Regions from separate parts of the Sus scrofa genome. Here all the other regions are linked to region 2. Evidence: chromatin contacts called from public Hi-C and promoter capture Hi-C data. All regions are on one chromosome and are shown on one strand. Each heading gives the region's core, a stretch centred on a gene start, on an enhancer-like site or on the middle of the called end of the contact. The rest is flanking DNA. Distances are from core to core; before and after follow the strand shown. Region 1 holds the start of STK11 (serine/threonine-protein kinase STK11). Region 2 holds the start of PTBP1 (polypyrimidine tract binding protein 1). Region 3 holds the start of MIDN (midnolin). Region 4 holds the start of CIRBP (cold inducible RNA binding protein). Region 5 holds the start of DAZAP1 (DAZ associated protein 1).

The links. Promoter capture Hi-C pulls out the DNA fragments that hold promoters and counts their contacts. A called contact is a pair of places that touch in the nucleus more often than the background predicts.
Region 1: a promoter capture Hi-C map of liver shows a contact between it and region 2, with 4 times the contacts expected there. The contact joins the promoter of STK11 here to the promoter of PTBP1 in region 2. A contact is called at or near these places in 1 of 5 promoter capture datasets (liver) and 3 of 47 Hi-C or Micro-C datasets (embryonic fibroblasts, liver and skeletal muscle).
Region 3: a promoter capture Hi-C map of liver shows a contact between it and region 2, with 4 times the contacts expected there. The contact joins the promoter of MIDN here to the promoter of PTBP1 in region 2. A contact is called at or near these places in 2 of 5 promoter capture datasets (fetal liver and liver) and 1 of 2 datasets of contacts at active chromatin or transcription factors (alveolar macrophages).
Region 4: a contact with region 2 is called in a promoter capture Hi-C map of fetal liver, with 2.0 times the contacts expected there. The contact joins the promoter of CIRBP here to the promoter of PTBP1 in region 2. A contact is called at or near these places in 2 of 5 promoter capture datasets (fetal liver and liver) and 1 of 2 datasets of contacts at active chromatin or transcription factors (skeletal muscle).
Region 5: a contact with region 2 is called in a Hi-C map of skeletal muscle, with 6 times the contacts expected there. The contact joins the promoter of DAZAP1 here to the promoter of PTBP1 in region 2. A contact is called at or near these places in 2 of 5 promoter capture datasets (fetal skeletal muscle and liver) and 3 of 47 Hi-C or Micro-C datasets (liver and skeletal muscle).

Annotation. Positions count from the first base shown.
Region 1 is chr2:77,247,894-77,250,678 of Sscrofa11.1, reverse strand. STK11 (serine/threonine-protein kinase STK11) reads left to right here and starts at 1,357. Exons shown (of 10, transcript XM_021084263.1): 1 at 1,357-2,733. The coding sequence starts at 2,444.
Region 2 is chr2:77,561,597-77,564,487 of Sscrofa11.1, reverse strand. PTBP1 (polypyrimidine tract binding protein 1) reads left to right here and starts at 1,372. Exons shown (of 15, transcript NM_214231.2): 1 at 1,372-1,470. The coding sequence starts at 1,463. LOC102159224 (a long non-coding RNA gene) reads right to left here and starts at 1,171. Exons shown (of 2, transcript XR_001307040.2): 1 at 1-1,171.
Region 3 is chr2:77,211,354-77,214,466 of Sscrofa11.1, reverse strand. MIDN (midnolin) reads left to right here and starts at 1,262. Exons shown (of 9, transcript XM_021084261.1): 1 at 1,262-1,399; 2 at 2,603-3,113. The coding sequence starts at 2,995.
Region 4 is chr2:77,192,950-77,196,110 of Sscrofa11.1, reverse strand. It overlaps CIRBP (cold inducible RNA binding protein), which reads left to right and starts at 1,814. Exons shown (of 5, transcript NM_001246197.1): 1 at 1,814-1,867; 2 at 2,905-3,046; 3 at 3,135-3,161. The coding sequence starts at 2,944.
Region 5 is chr2:77,068,943-77,071,803 of Sscrofa11.1, reverse strand. It overlaps DAZAP1 (DAZ associated protein 1), which reads left to right and starts at 1,320. Exons shown (of 12, transcript NM_001244506.1): 1 at 1,320-1,471. The coding sequence starts at 1,443.

The sequences.
Region 1 (2,785 bases), core at 108-2,607, 310 kb after region 2:
GTGGCAAGCAAAGCTGCTGACAGGCACGTAGCTGCCTTTTCAGCCAGGGGCGGCGGGGGCGGGGGGGGGGGGAGGTTGTTTCTCTAGTTCTTACTTCAATATTGGCCATCTTTTTTTATTGACCAATTTGGCTACAGTTTAATTAAGTTTCTGGATCTTTTCAAAGACAGTCTTTTGGCTTCACTGACTTTCCTTAGTCTTCCCACTCCCACCCCAAATCTGCGGCACGTGAAAGTTCCCAGGCCAGGGACTGAACCCTGGCCACAGCAAAGACAACACGGGATCCTTAACCCGCTTAGCCACTGGGGAACTCCTGGTTTTCATTACCCTTTTTCCGTTGTATTTCATTGGTTTCTGGTTTATGATTTAGGAATTTGGGGCTAACTCCCATGTTCTGATTAGGGCTGGCTGGTACACTGGTGTGACCTGGGACTCCTATCCCTCAAAGCCATAGCAATCCCCCTTCTCTGGGTATTTGAGAATCCGATGAGACACATGGATGTCCCCAAGAACGTGTATACTGGTGAGCTCCATTTCACACATAGTCTTAGGGAGTGCACAGGTGTTGGGTCAAGAACTCCCAGCCTGGAACCCAAATCTGATGGTGTCAAGTCCCAAGGTTTCACAAGCAGTTTGCCCCAGCAAAATAAGAACGTAGTGATACAAACAAACAAAAAGCAAAACAGGTTAAAAAACACAGGCCTGGAAGTATTTTCCACCTCATCAAGCCATATTTTGCCAACTCTGTTTTTCACCCAAAGCACTTTGCTGGCACCATCCCAGCTGGGTTCTGAGTTTTAGCCCATGAATTCCTTTGGGGCAGAAATCATCCAGAGCCCTTCTCAACCCATCTGGCCTGAGATACTTAATAAAGGCTTTTTGCCTCGAATTGTACACTTTGGCTACTTTTTGACCCTTGACCTCGCCTCAAACGGGGTTTCGGTTGAGGAGCCCAGGCAGGGGCACCAGAGTCCCCGAGCCCGGCCCCCGCCCAGGAGCACTGCACTCGCCCGGTCCCATGGAAGACTTTAGAACTCCAGACCTCCGACCTCGGCTCCCAACCCCTCCCAGGTCAACGCCCGGGTTTCGCTTCCCGGCTCCTGCTTTCCGCCCCCTCGCCGTGACGGGCGTTTCCTCAGGCCAATGAACAAACGGTATCCACCCCTGGGGCGGGGCCCAGCGGGAACCAATCCCCGCTCGGGCGCCCGCCCGGATCCAAACGGCCCAATAGGAGCGGCGGCGGGGCGCGCCTCGGGGGTCGAGGCCAGGCGGCTCGGCCAACGGACGTGCACGTCGGCGCCGCGAGGGGCGGGTCCGCGACGGGCGTGCGGCGGCACGGCGGCGCAGGGAGGGGGAGGAGATAAACAAGATGGCGGCGGCGTGTAGGGCGCGGAAGGGGGAGGCGGCCCGGGGCGCCCTCGAGTGAGGCGGGGCGCGGCGGCAGCGGCGGCGGGCGCCAGCCGGCAGCGCGGCCGCCTTGCATGGGCTGGGCCCCCGCGCCGCCCCGCCTGCTCCACGCGCGCGGCGGCCGCGGCGGGGGACGGGCCACCCGGACCCCGGCGGCCTCAGGAACCCCGGCCCGGCGCCTGCGGCCTGCGCCGCCTCAGCCGCCCGGAGCTCCACGCGCCCCGCGTTCCGCGGCCGACGGAGTTCCGGCGCAGACCGAGCGCGGGCTGCCGTTTGGGGCGCGGCGCCCTCCGGGCCCGCGCGGCCGCTCGGGGTCCCAGGCCGGTGTGCGGACGCCCGGGCGGCGGCCGACTCCGACGGGGGTCGCTCCCTGCGGCCGGCGGGCCCCGGGCAGTCCCGGCGCTGGAGGGAGCCAGCGGGGCCAAACAGAGGTTCCCCGTGCGCTCCGGACACGCACCTGCCGGCGTCTCGGGCGCCCCGGCCGGCGGGGCCGGCGGGAGCCGCCCCCGAGCAGCGCGCCGGATCCCCAGCGAAGCTCGCCTGCCCGGCTCTGGGGGCCCCGGGGCCGGCCTGCGCGGGGCCCCGGGCGCGCGCCATGGCTCGCTAGTAATGGACGGCGCGGAGAAGACTCGACCCGGCCGCGTCCGTGTTCGTTCGAGGGTCTAAAGTCCCTGGAGGATGACCTAGCACTTCCCGGCCCCACCGGCCTCCCGAGGGCCCCCGTGGACGCGCCGGCCCGCCTCAAAACTGTGAGGCCGGGCGGCCGCAAAACTTGGGACGCTGCACACACCCGGGTGTCCGGGCTTTGGACCAGGCGCGCCTTTTGAACTCACGTTCAGTACAATCGTTTCTTTTCCAAGAAGGGTTTTCTTTTTCTTTCTTTCTTTCTTTCTTTTTTTTCTTTTTGCGATTTTGTGACTTTTATTTTTGGAGAAGGGAATCTTGGGGAGGGGGGACAAAAGGAAGAACCGCTCACCAGGAAGTACACAAAGGGGATTAGAGATCGCCTGCGGGAGTCGGAGCCCTAGGGTCCAGGATGGATGTGGCGGACCCGCAGCAGCTGGGCATGTTTACAGAGGGCGAGCTGATGTCGGTGGGGATGGACACGTTCATCCATCGCATCGACTCTACTGAGGTCATCTACCAGCCCCGCCGCAAGCGGGCCAAGCTCATCGGCAAGTACCTGATGGGGGACCTGCTGGGGGAGGGGTCGTATGGCAAAGTGAAGGAGGTGCTGGACTCAGAAACGCTGTGCAGGAGAGCTGTCAAAATCCTCAAGAAGAAGAAGTTGCGAAGGATCCCCAACGGGGAGGCCAATGTGAAGAAGTAAGTGCCGACTTCCTGGGTTGGGGTGAGGTCTCCTTCCTTCTTTCAATCC
Region 2 (2,891 bases), core at 123-2,622:
TCCTGGGCCCAGTCCAGGCCTGCGCATGGCCCTGAAAGGGGTGCTGTTGCTATGACTCCGCCCAAGCTAAAACCGACCTGAGAGGCAGGAGCAAAAGCCTGATCTCCCTTTAGGGAAATAAGAAACATCATTTCTTCTCCCTCTCTAAAAATTTAAAAAATCCCCTTTTCAGAGTTCTGCTGTGGCGCAGCAATTTAAGGATCCCGGGTTGTTACTGACTGCTGAGACCAGGGTGACAGAGGTTCTATCCCTGGCCCGGGAACATCCACGAAACACAGCTACAGCCAAAAAAAATAAAAAATCCAGTTTTCAGCACGAGGTGTATAGCAAACAATATTTACGACATTTTCCTCTATTTACTGAAGGTCTGCGAGGCTTCCAAAAGCCTGGGAAAGCGGATCATCACCACTGCCACGGGCCTCCCTGGTTCTGGCCTCTTCGACTTGGTCTGCCCCTCCCCCACTCACCCCATTCAGCGGGCCCTGGTTTCTGCCACTCCTCCCGAGGGCACCCCTACCGCCCAGCCCTGATCAACTCTTAAGTCTCCACTCCCCGGGATAAGTTCGGGGTGTTCTGCCGATGAGATGGAGACCCAGTCCATCCTCAACGCCCGACGATGGTGGATCCCAGGCCTCGATTTCCCAGAGTACAGGGCGGGCGGAGTTACCGTGCGCCCCGGGCCTCGGTTTCTCCATTCCCGCAGTCAGGGGAGGGGACCCTGGTCGGGCTTCGTTGCTCTGGGGTGAACAAAAGACAGTCGGGACAACCCCTGACCACATCGCGAAGCATGCTTGGTGGCCAGCGGTGGAAAGAGCCCACCCGCATCTGGGACGCGTTAGACCGCCAGATCCCCGCGCGCTAACCCAATAGGGCCGTCTGAGTTGGAATCAGACATCGGGCAGGTGCCCACAAGCAAGATGGAGCCCTATAGTTTTTCTGCCCAACCTCAAGATGGCGACGCACCTCTCTTTACCCTCGCGCCCTAGGCGGAGGTAGACTATGCCCGTTTGCAAGATGGCGGCAGCCTGGGGGAAGCACGCTTCCCGCCGCCTGACCCGCCACGTACCCACTCTCAAGATGGCTTCTCCCGGAAAGCCCCACGCAGGAGGGCAGCTCGCCCACAGGCACAGGCGCCGTCACGTGGTCTCATCTTGTCTCCCCTCCCCCGACTACACGGGCCGTTTCCGCCTCAAGCTCTGATGTATGGTCGCCTTCTCCAATGGTCGCCTGCAATTCTGTTTGGCCCCACCCCTCGAGCGGCCTTCTAGCCATTGGGAGGCTCTGGCGGGGTCCCGAGGTGCTGGCCCCGCCCATCTGCGCGATGGGAGCCAATGGGCAGAGCGCGCGGGGGACGTGTTCGGGCGTCTCCGCCATTTTGTGAGTCTATAACTCGGAGCCGTTGGGTCGGTTCCTGCTATTCCGGCGCCTCCACTCCGTCCCCCGCGGGTCTCCTGTGTGTGCAATGGACGGGTGAGTCGTGCTTGTCTGCGCTCTCTGCCGTCCCTCTCGCTCTCCAGCCTTTCCCCTGGCCGTTGCCGGGGCTTCCTCGGGACGACAGTCCCGGCGCGCCGCTCCGCCTCCACCCTGGGCCCCCGGGCGCTTCTGTCTTCCTTCCCTTCCCCCAGGTCTGGGATGCGGCCCGGGGAGAGGCTGCCGGGGTCGCGAGGGGGCGGGGGTCTGGGGGAGGTGGGTGGCTGGCCGAGCCCTGTTCGCTTCCGGTGTCCACGCGGCCCGTCCCGAACGCACGCGGCGGCCGCGGGGCCCTTCCCGCTTCACGTCCGGTTTCCGCGCGCACGCGCCGCCCTTGATGCGCGTTGCGTGGCCCTTCCGGCGCCCTGTACGGCCTCCGCTAGCCGCCCTGTGTGGCCCTTCCCGCGCCCCGTACCTCCTGGGCGCGCCGCGTGTGGGCCCCGCGCGTGCGCGATCCTTCGCACACCCCCCCCCGTTGGTTCTGGCGCGCGTGCGCGGCCTTTCCCGCCGCGCGGACTCTGCCCCGGCCTCCCCCGCCCGCCGCGGGCCCGGGCGCGGCCGAAGACGCCGCCCTCCTGCCCAGAAGGGCGCGGGTCCTCCGCCGCCCCCTTTGTTCCCGCCCGGCGTCCCGGGGAGGCGCCCCGGGCGCGTTGCTCCGGGCGCGATGGGGGCGGGGCAGTTGGCGACCCGAGCAACTCCCGGTGTGCCGAGGTGCCGGAGGCCTCTACCAACCTGGGGCGGGGGCGCGCGTGGCGGCCGGGGCTCTTTTCAGGAAAAGGGACAGAACGCGGTGAAGTTGGGTATCTTGTTTGTGAGTTTTGAGCAAGCCCTCCTTTCAGCCGGACTGGGCGGCAGGCGGGCGACTAAAAATGCCCTGAGGGTCACGTGCTTTGGGTGCTTCGGGTTTGAAATGATAGGTTTCAGACTGAATTAAGGCCAGTCTTTCAGAAAAATTGCTGCTGCGAGAGGAACTTGATCTCCTCGTGGTCTGCCTTGGCTTGGTTTGGGTGGATCTGCCCAGAGAACCCCTTCCCGAGCCAGGGTGCTCAGGAGCCCGCCGGTGGAATCTCGCCGGGAAGTGTTTTCTTGGCGGTCTGGTCAAGTTTTCGAGTTTTGCTTCCTTTCTCAAGAACTGTCCTGGGGAGCATCCTCCCCCAGGTGTGATTTGGGGAGCCCAGTCCCATCTGCAGTCTCTTGTCAGTGTTGGGGTGGTGGGGGCTTTCTGTTTGGCCAGCCTTCTCTTTGGAAGGGCTGGAAATCTTTTCCAGAAAGGCCATTTTATGTAAAATACTTCCTGTGTCCGAGGCCCTCCCCGGGAGTAGGAAGCCATGAGTCGCTCTGGGTTAGCAGTTGGGAAACTGCGTGCTTTTCATTCTTTTTCTGAGAAATTTTTTTCTTGGCTCAGTACGGTTTCTAAAAAT
Region 3 (3,113 bases), core at 13-2,512, 350 kb after region 2:
CCAGCATTGATTACTTCAGCCTCAGAGCCCATATAGCTCTCTGTGCTACCTCCCCTATATCTGGAGGCAGAGCCGGCCAGGACCTACCACCAGATCTTGGGCACTCACTCCAGCCTCTGCCTCTGCTCTGCACTGACCACTGCTCCTGGAAGCATTTTTCTCTTCCTCTGGCAAAGTCCTATCCATCTTAACTCCAGGACCTGCTCCCAAGGGCTCCACTGGTCCCTCCCTTGGGCCTGGCCCTGACCCTGTGGGCTGGGAGTGTCTGGGTGTGCCTGTGACGGGGTGGGGGGGCCTGGAGACCTGGAAAGGAGCACAGCCCTGGGAAGGGCACCCAGGGCAGGGGTGGGGTGGAGGTGGTCAGGTCAGATAAAGGAGACACCAGATAAGTGAATGGGGGTAGTCTGGGGTTCCCCCTCCTCTGGACAGAAGGGAAGGAGGACAGAAAGGGCCCATTCTCAGCCAGGGTCACTCTTGGGAAGTCCCCCTACACAGGCGATCTGCTGGGAGAAACCTAAAGATGTGCCAGGTTTCTGTCTGTTACTGGCTGTGTGGCCTCAGTTTCCTCACCTAAGAAATTGGTAGGGTAATTTTGCTCACCCCCGAGTTTGAACACCAGCTGGTGAGCATGCTTAGTGATGTGATGACAATAGCGCTGGACCTAGGTGAGGGCCCCACACTCCCCAGCTCCAGAGTGAGATCTGCTGTAGTCTCTCACTTCATTCCACCGGCACCCTTGAGAAACTGAAGCTCCCAAAGGTCATTGCCCTCCGGGGTCACAAAGCACATTGGGTGGTGACTGGATGTGCAAGGCCCGGCGCTGGTGAATCGCTCCATAAATGCTCTCTGAGGTCACCGTTAAGGGATGCAGAAGGCTGGGCGGCCCTGGCAGCTGGCTGTGGCACCCCCACAGCAGGCAGGTGACTGGCCTGTTTTCCTGGACCGCAGCCGCTGACTCAGGCTCCCCCATGCGGGCGCCCCCAGGTGGAAGCACCGGGCCTGGGGCGGCAGAAAAGGGGGCAGGGCAGGGGAATCCAGCTGTGCTACCCAAGACCCTGTCCTGCGGGGCCGGAGTGCGGGTGTGCCCGAGTTTGTAGCATTCAAGAAGTCCCCCCACTTTCCTCGCTCGTTTACTGGGCTGGGCTTAGGAGGCGGGTGGCCCTGGCCTGACGGCGCCCCAGGGCCCAGGCCGGCAGGCAGGGGCGGGGGCCGGCCTGCGTCACTGCCAGCCCGCACCCCCCCCCGCCCCCTGGCCGCCCAAACTCCACCCCGAGGGAAGGCGGCGCGGATAAAGGCTCGGGGGCCGCCTGCTCGGCCCCAGACCGGCTCCGCCACCACGCACTCGGCCTGGACGTGGGTACACTCAGGACAGTTGGGATCTCAGGACTGGCTGCTCCCGGTGAGTAAGGGCCGGACCTTGCGGCCGAGAGGGGGATTTACACTCTAGGCAGTTAAGAGTGTCCCACTTTTCTTTGTTCTTCGAGCAGGCAGGGTTGAGGGGGTCTCCAGGTCTGGGGAGCCCCCCTGGACGTGGAATGGGAGAGACGGCCCAGCCAGCACTATGCAGGCTGGACCTCTGCCCCCGCCCCGCCCACCGGGCACTCCCCCTCCCCGCGAGTGACCTTGAGCTAGTTTTTGTTCCGCCTCAGTTTCCCTGGCTGTGCGGCCCCAAGTCTTCTAACTCGGAAGCTTCACAGTCCTAGCGAAGCTTCCCCAAAGCCTGGAGTCCGGTCGGCCTGCCCCATGCCCGGGGCGGCCTCGGCACCCCCTTCTTGGGTCTCTGGGCAGAGCTCCCGGGCGGGGCCGGCAGAGGGCGCGCCGGCGCTGCTGACTCACCGCAGCCCGGAGCGGCGCGCGCGGGCGCAGCCGGGGACGCCGCGTCACGTCACGGCTCCGGCGGGCGCGACTCGGGAAGCGGGCCCGGCCCGCGGGACGGGGGTGGGACGCGAGGTGGCACTGGCGCGGGAGGGGCCCTCCGGCACCGGCCACGTCACCGGAGTGAACGCCCCGCCCGCAGCCCCACCCCTCGCCCGAGCATTAAGCCTCTCAGGTTGGGGGCACCCCGGGCCGACCCCCTCGCGAGCCTCCCGGCTGGGACACGGCCACGAGGCACGGGGATTGCCTCCCGCTTCCGCTCACAGCGGCTACCCGGTCGAGCTAAGGGGGAGGCCCCGGCTCACTGGTCGTAAGGCGCGAGGCCGCTGCCCTCCCACAAGGCACGCCACTTCTCACTAGGGTCCGGCGCCCCCAGCCCCCACCCCCAAGTCGGGCCGCCAGCCCTTTGTTGCGGGCCCAGGCCTTATGAATGGCCGCGGCGGGGCGGGGGGCGCGGGGGCGGGCCGGAGCGGAGCCAGCCCCGCCCCCGCCGCGTTCCGTTTGGTCGCCGGGCCGGAGGCGGGGCGAGGGGCGGTCCGCGCGGCCACGTGGGGCGGCTCTGCGGCGGCTCCCATTGGTCGGCTCGCGTGGCTGACTGGGCGTTCGGCGCGCGCTGATAGGTCGGCTCGGGCCGTCGGAGTAAGTAGTGAATGGGAGGGGGCGGCAGCCCCGCCCCTCGGAACGTTGATACATTATAACTTTTTTTTCTTGTTACTTTCACCCCCAGATCCTCCAGCGGCGGCGGCGGCGGCTGTTGCTAAGGGAGGGGACGCGCGGGGAAGCGCGGCCCGAGCGGCAGACGGACCTGAGTGCGGTCCGCGGAGCGGCGTCCTCTCCTCCAGGACCCTTCCCTGTACCCACCGCCCTTGAAAGGAGCCGCGAGTGCAGTCCCCACCCAGGAAGGCGCCGCGAAGAGCCGACGCGACCCCGGAGCGCCACTCGGATATTTGATTCCTGATTCACCTTCCGCTCCTGGGACCTTATTGAACGGGACACGCGCAGTCCCCTGCCCCCAGGGACCCGGAGGACCGGGTTAGGGGAGCCCCCCCCCCCGCCCTGCCCGGAGGCGCAGCGAGAATTGGCGCCCCGCGGACTCCAGACCCCCAGCGCGGGCCGGGGATGGAGCCGCAGCCCGGCGGCGCCCGGAGCTGCCGGCGCGGGGCCCCCGGAGGTGCCTGCGAGCTGGGCCCAGCGGCCGAGACGTCGTCCATGAGCCTAGCCATCCACAGCACGACGGG
Region 4 (3,161 bases), core at 565-3,064, 370 kb after region 2:
GGGCTGGGCATACCCGGCCCCAGGCCCTCCCATGGCTGCCGGCAGCAGGAGGGGGAGCTAACTGTTGATTCTGCTCCCTTTAATAACCATCCTGCGTGTGTGGCTGACGCAGCAGCAGGCTGCTGCTGACGGAGAGTTGTATGGGGGGAGCTGTGGCATGGGGGAGGAGGTGCAGAGACAAGGCTGCCATGAGTCATGAGCTGCTGCCTGGGGAAGGGGATCCTGAGCCAAGGAGGTGTCCCAACGATCCTGTTACAGGAGTCAGCGTCCATGCTCAGGTCCCTACTGCATCAGCTAGATCCAGAGCCAGACTCTGTCACTATGGTGTGACAGAGTCTGGCTCCTGGAGTGGGACTGGAACTTTTCTGGGGCAGGCAGCAAAGCAAAGCATGGGTCTCTGCTCTAAAATCCCCCTGTTTTTATGCAGAGGGTCTGCCCTTTTAAGACTTTCTAGGGATATAGCTTGGGCCTCTGGTCTGGGCAGGCAGGGGTCTACACTAGCATTTTGTTGTTGTTAATTTTATGCCTGCACCAGCAGCAGATGGAATTTCCTCAGCCAGGGATTGAATACCTGCCACAGCTGCAACAGTGCCAGATCCTTAACCCACTGCACCAGGCAGGAGATGAAACCCTCGCCTCAGCAGGCAACTCGCTACCCTTAAGCAGCTGTGCAAGCTTTTTCCACCCCATGGAGGGTTCTGCGACACAGAAGGTAGTGTAACCAAGGCCTGGGCAGGGTGAAAGTGGTGGCCGTGAGAGGGGCTCCCATAAAGAGGGCATGGGGATCCAGAGGAGCAGCCCTGGGGGTAAAGATCCCTGCAAACCTGGTTCTCCTGTTGCAGAGGCCTCCGGATTCGGACTTTCATACAGGAAAAAGATTCAGGGGGAGGAGCCAAGGGAGTGCAGAATAGTGTTGGGGGGGGTGCTGGAGCACGTGATTAAGGGGAGGCGGGGGCTGAGCTGAATGTTGAGGTCCAGTGGGACTCAGGGCTGCGCCCAATTGTGGGTTTGAGAGGCCAGGACAAGGTCAGCCAGCCATCTAGTGCTGGGATGCACAAAAGGGTCTGGCCAGCTGACTGGGGGTGTGGGCGTTGCACTAGACGGAGTGAAGTCAGGATGCAAGTTGGGATTTGTAGGCAAACTGGGTTGGGTGAAATTGGGGTACCCCAAAGTTGTAAAGTAGGAAGAATGGGATCATGACGAATATTTTTGGGAGGGCTTTGGGGCCAGTCACGTTAAGCGGGACATTCAGGAGCATTGGGTTCTGGGCACTCTGGGGTGTCGGTTACACGTTGGCAAATATATAAGAACTGATGTCAGGATTCATCAGTTGGGGTGTCTGAGAGCTGATCCTCAGGTGCGTATGGGGATCTGGCTGAGGTCCTATGTGGGCGATTATTGGAGCACTGCAAAGGACGGGGTTGCAGCGGCCAGGGAGCTTTCCCAGGAGGAAGCAGCAGCCTGAACCCCTTTTGTTCCCCGCCGCAGGCCAGGGACTGGCACGCGGAAGTGGGTCAGCTCCGCCCAGCAGCGCGCTGGCCCCGCCCCCCGTCATGGTCTGGAGACTGCAGACCATGCGCATCCCCGCCAGGCACTTTGACCCCCGCCAGCACGCGGGAGGGGGCGGGGTCGGCACAGGCCCAGCCCCCCAACTCATAAATGTGAGGCACAGCCACGCCCTCAGGGGCCCTGGATTGGCCGACTCGGGGAGGGGGGGATGGGGGCGGGCTTAGGGGGGGCGGGTCCCAGCGGCAGCGTACAAAAGGCCGTACCCGGAAACTGCCCCCCCTCATTCGCGCGTTAGAAGGCTCAGGCCGTTGTGCTGTGCTGTCTTCCCGCCTGCGCCAGGGACCTGCCCAACTCAGTGGTGAGGGCCCTGGCGGTACCGGCTCCGCGGGCCCGGGGCGGCGGGCGGCCAAGGCGGGCCGGCCAAGGCGGGGCGGTGGCAGCACGCCCCTGGGCGGGGGGCGGTACCGGGGCGGGTCCGGGGTGGAGTCCGCTCCGCCGGCGGAGAGGGGTTGCGGAGACCGGGCCGTGCCGCGGCCGGAGGACGTCCTCCGCGGGCTAGAGCGCCGCGAGCGGGTCACCGCCGTAAAATGGCGGCCGCGAGAGCGAGGCTGCGCCCAGCGAAATGGCGGGAGCCCCGGGTACCCGGATGGAGTGGCGCAAGCCGCAGGCGGGGCGCATGCGCGGGGGCGGGGCCGGGGCTACTCCCCTCTTTCCTGTTGGAGTTGTGTGAGGGCGGCACATCATGGGTGCCGCCCACTCTCCGATCCCCAGGTTTGGGCCCAAACTTGCAAGGGGTTGCAAGGCTGCGGGTCGTCTTCAGGCCTGGTTTTGGAGTCATTCAGCGCAGGCCCCTTTCCTGTAAAGGGTCGCTTTAAGTCAGCACCTCCCCACATCCCGCTCCTTTTTAACATCATAGCACCCTACAGTAGACCAAGCACTTTGCCGCCCCTGTATAATAGAGAGGGTTAGAAGTTAGCTCCCTCCCCACCCCCCGACATGTTAGCAAAAGACAGAAGCCAGTGTGCACTCAGCCGGTGGCAGTGGAGATTGATGCCTTCCTTCATTGTCCAGCCCTAAACGTCCTGAGAGGGTGTCAGCGTAGCTGGAGTTTTGGGGTCCCAAATCCAGGCAGCACTGAAGAGTGCTTGCTGCAGAACCGCGGTCTGGCCCTAGCCTTCCGGGAGCCCCCAATTTCGGGAGTGGAGTTGGCCCAAGCACAGAAAAGGGGCAAGGGGGAGTGATAAAGGAATCAAGGGCTTGTTTGAATTAAGCCCTAGGTATGAGCTTGGGATGGTTAAAGGGCACAAAAGCAATTTTCCAATGTTTGTCCCAGGAGCGTGTGTTATTTGTCTAAAGTAAAAAACGGCGAGGGGGTGATTCTCCCGGCCCCTGCAGGACCTCTGAGGATTTCAGTGGTGTTTGCCACAGGTGACCATGGCATCAGACGAGGGCAAACTTTTCGTTGGAGGGCTGAGCTTTGACACCAATGAGCAGTCGCTGGAGCAGGTCTTCTCAAAATATGGGCAGATCTCAGAAGGTGAGGCTGGTTCCAGATTGGCTGGCAGCTGAGCAAGGCCGCTCACAGGGAGAGCTGGGTACTGACCTCAGACCTCTCCCTTGCACAGTGGTAGTAGTGAAGGACAGGGAGACCC
Region 5 (2,861 bases), core at 71-2,570, 490 kb after region 2:
TGCGTTCCCCCAGAGTAGGGAGCCAGCCCCCACCAAGTGTTACTGTTCTTTTCTGACCTGGAAAACTTAAGTGTCCTCCACCCCCACTCCTGGGCAAGAGAGAACACCTGCCTCATGCCACCTAAGGCCAATCCTTCCTCCTCTGCTGAGCCTCTGCTTCTCATTTGCAAGTGCAACTCATGAGTTATCCTGTTCAGAGGCTACTGTAATTGATGATATGGATGCCAAAGTGCTTTGCAAACTGTAATGTGATGGAAGGAAGGTGCATTTTAAGTGTTTTATGTGTTACTGCTTACCTATGACCTAGTTCCTTCATTCCTCACATTCATGTAATTTTATGGTGAATAAATTAATTGTCAGGCTATCAAGACGTTGAGACAGTGAGTGGAAAGTCACTAGGCAGCATGACCACTATCTGACACCACCATACAGATCAGCTTTTAATAGGGTCATTGTAGACCTGGGTTTGGCGTTCCCTGCCCATTGTAGGATATTTACCAGTCCCTGACCTCCACCCACTAGATGCTGGTAGCACCCCCTCACCCAGTGGTGACTGGCATGGCTCAGTATCCCCTGGACGAGAGGGAGGCTGAATCATTCTGGATGAAAACCACCGGTGTGGACAGATGAGGGCAGGACAATGCTTGGCACATGGCAGGGACTCAGTATGTTTTCATAATCATTGGATTTACAGCCAACTATTGGATTTGATTCCAGTTCTTCCCTTGAATGGGTGACCTTGGGCAGATAACTGAGTCTATCAGACCGTCTGTATCTTCTGGGAGACTGGGGCGGGGGTGCAGAGCGCGCAACCGAGGTGCAGGTGCAGAACTTGGCCTCTAGCGGCTCCGCGGGGGTGTGGGCGTGGCCTCAGCTCACGGCCGACACCGACAGGCCTCCGCCACCTCCCACTAGAGACTGAACAAGGAAGCCGCAGCCGCGCCTGCGCCCCGCAGTGCCTAGCCCCGAGCGCCTGGCCGCGCACGCGTCCCGCCGCGCACGCACGCACGCAGCACGCGCACGCCCTCGGGGCGGGGCCGGCGCCGCCGCCGGCGCGCAGGACTCCATTTCCCAGTGTGCCCCACTGCGACGCTAGCAGCCCTCGAGGAGAAAGGCCGACTTGCGGTTGCCGAGCTGCGGTAGCGAGGGCCCCGGCGGACGCACGCACGCACGCAAGCACGCGGGCGCACCCCTGGCCCCGCCCCCGGAGGCCCCGTGCGGGAGCGCGCCCGGGTGTGCGCAGGGCGGCGGCGCGGGCGCGGGGGCGCGCGGTGACCGTTGGCGCTGAGGGGAGGAGGCAGCGCGGCCGTCGCCGTTGCGCAGATCCGGGCCGCGGCTGTGGGGAGGGTGCTGGGGCCAGTGACCTTCCGGAGGCGGGAGCGAGCCAGGGGGCCCGGACGCCGAGCGCCGCCGCCGCCGCCGCCGCCGCCGCCGCCGCCGCCATGAACAACTCGGGCGCCGACGAGATCGGGTGAGGACGCGCCGGCCCGCGCCGCTGCTTCGGCCGGCCCCCGCCCAGACCCGCCCGGCCCGTCAAGGTCACGCCGCGGGGCCGCGCCGAGCCGGCTGCTGTGGGGCAGGGGGCTGCGAAGAGCGGAGGGAACCTTGGGGGCCGGACGCCCCGCCGCCTCGTGGCCGGGCACCCCAGACAGGAAGCTAGGGTCCGAGGAGTCTTGAGGGGGAGAGCGCCTTGCTACCTCGTGGCTGGGGGTCCGGGGAGTCGGGGGAGGTGTTCAGGAGTCCTGATAACCTCGTGGCCAGAGACCTCGAATGGAAACTGGGAGTCCTGAGGGTCTGGGAGTCCTGAGGGTCCGGGCGTCCCGCCGCCTTGTGGCTGGAGACCCCGAGCGGGACCCGGGAGCCCAGGGAGTCCTAGCGGTCTCAGCGCCCCGCTGTTTCCTGGCCGGGAACCCAGAGTGGAAACCTGGGAGCCCTCGCAGTCTTTTGCCGGGGGCGGACCCCTCCTCCAAGCTAGAGTTTACGGCTTGGCTGGCGGACCCCCAGTTAGGAACCACCTTGTCTGCACCCGGGCATGCCAGGGTTTCCCTTTGGGGGCCCCGTGCTCCTGTTTCTCCTCGGGGACCTCGAAAAGAAACCCAAGGGATCCAGGGCACCCCCAGCCCGTGCACAAACTTGGCGCGTCAGCGCACGTGGCGGGCCGGGGTGCGGGGGGATCCAGTTCTGCCGCCGCCCAACTTCTCCCTCCCGGAACTCGAGCGATGGTCCCCTTCACCATCCCCTGTCCTCCTAAGTGAAGGTTTGCAAACCGAAGGCTGAAGGCCAAGGTCATGGGGCCGATCTCTGGTTGGCACTCCTCGTGCCCTGTGGTGCCCACCGTCTCAGCGCCTCCACACCACCTGATGGGTTGTTTGCAACTGTTTTTTGTTGTTGGAGCCCCTTTCTGCTTTGCCCCCAGCTAACCCCCATGGGTGTGCTTAAGATAAAGAGAAAGGGAAACGGCGGTGGACAGACAGCTTTGCTTCAGAGGTCTTTCTCTTTGGTGCAGCTATTAGAGGAGGTTTGTTATAGCTAGGTTTTCCCTTTTAATTATAGCTTTGCCTAATGCTAAACGGGCTGTAGATGAGAGAAGTGATCCCAGAGGAACCAGAAAATCCAATTCTGCTCTGGTCTAGGGGTTTGGTCTAGTTTTCTTTGCAGAGACTGGCTCCTACAGCATCAGCGTAATTTTACAGTTAAATTCTGGGAAGATGGCAAAACAGCCTGGGCTGGGTTTCCGTGGCCTTGTGTACATTTTTCAGTGGCCTTAGCTTTGAACAGATGAGGTGTTTACAAAATGCTTGATTTGGTGAGTAAGTCATTGTTTGCTGGTGGGTGGCTGGCCTCACTGAGCCCCTGCCTGG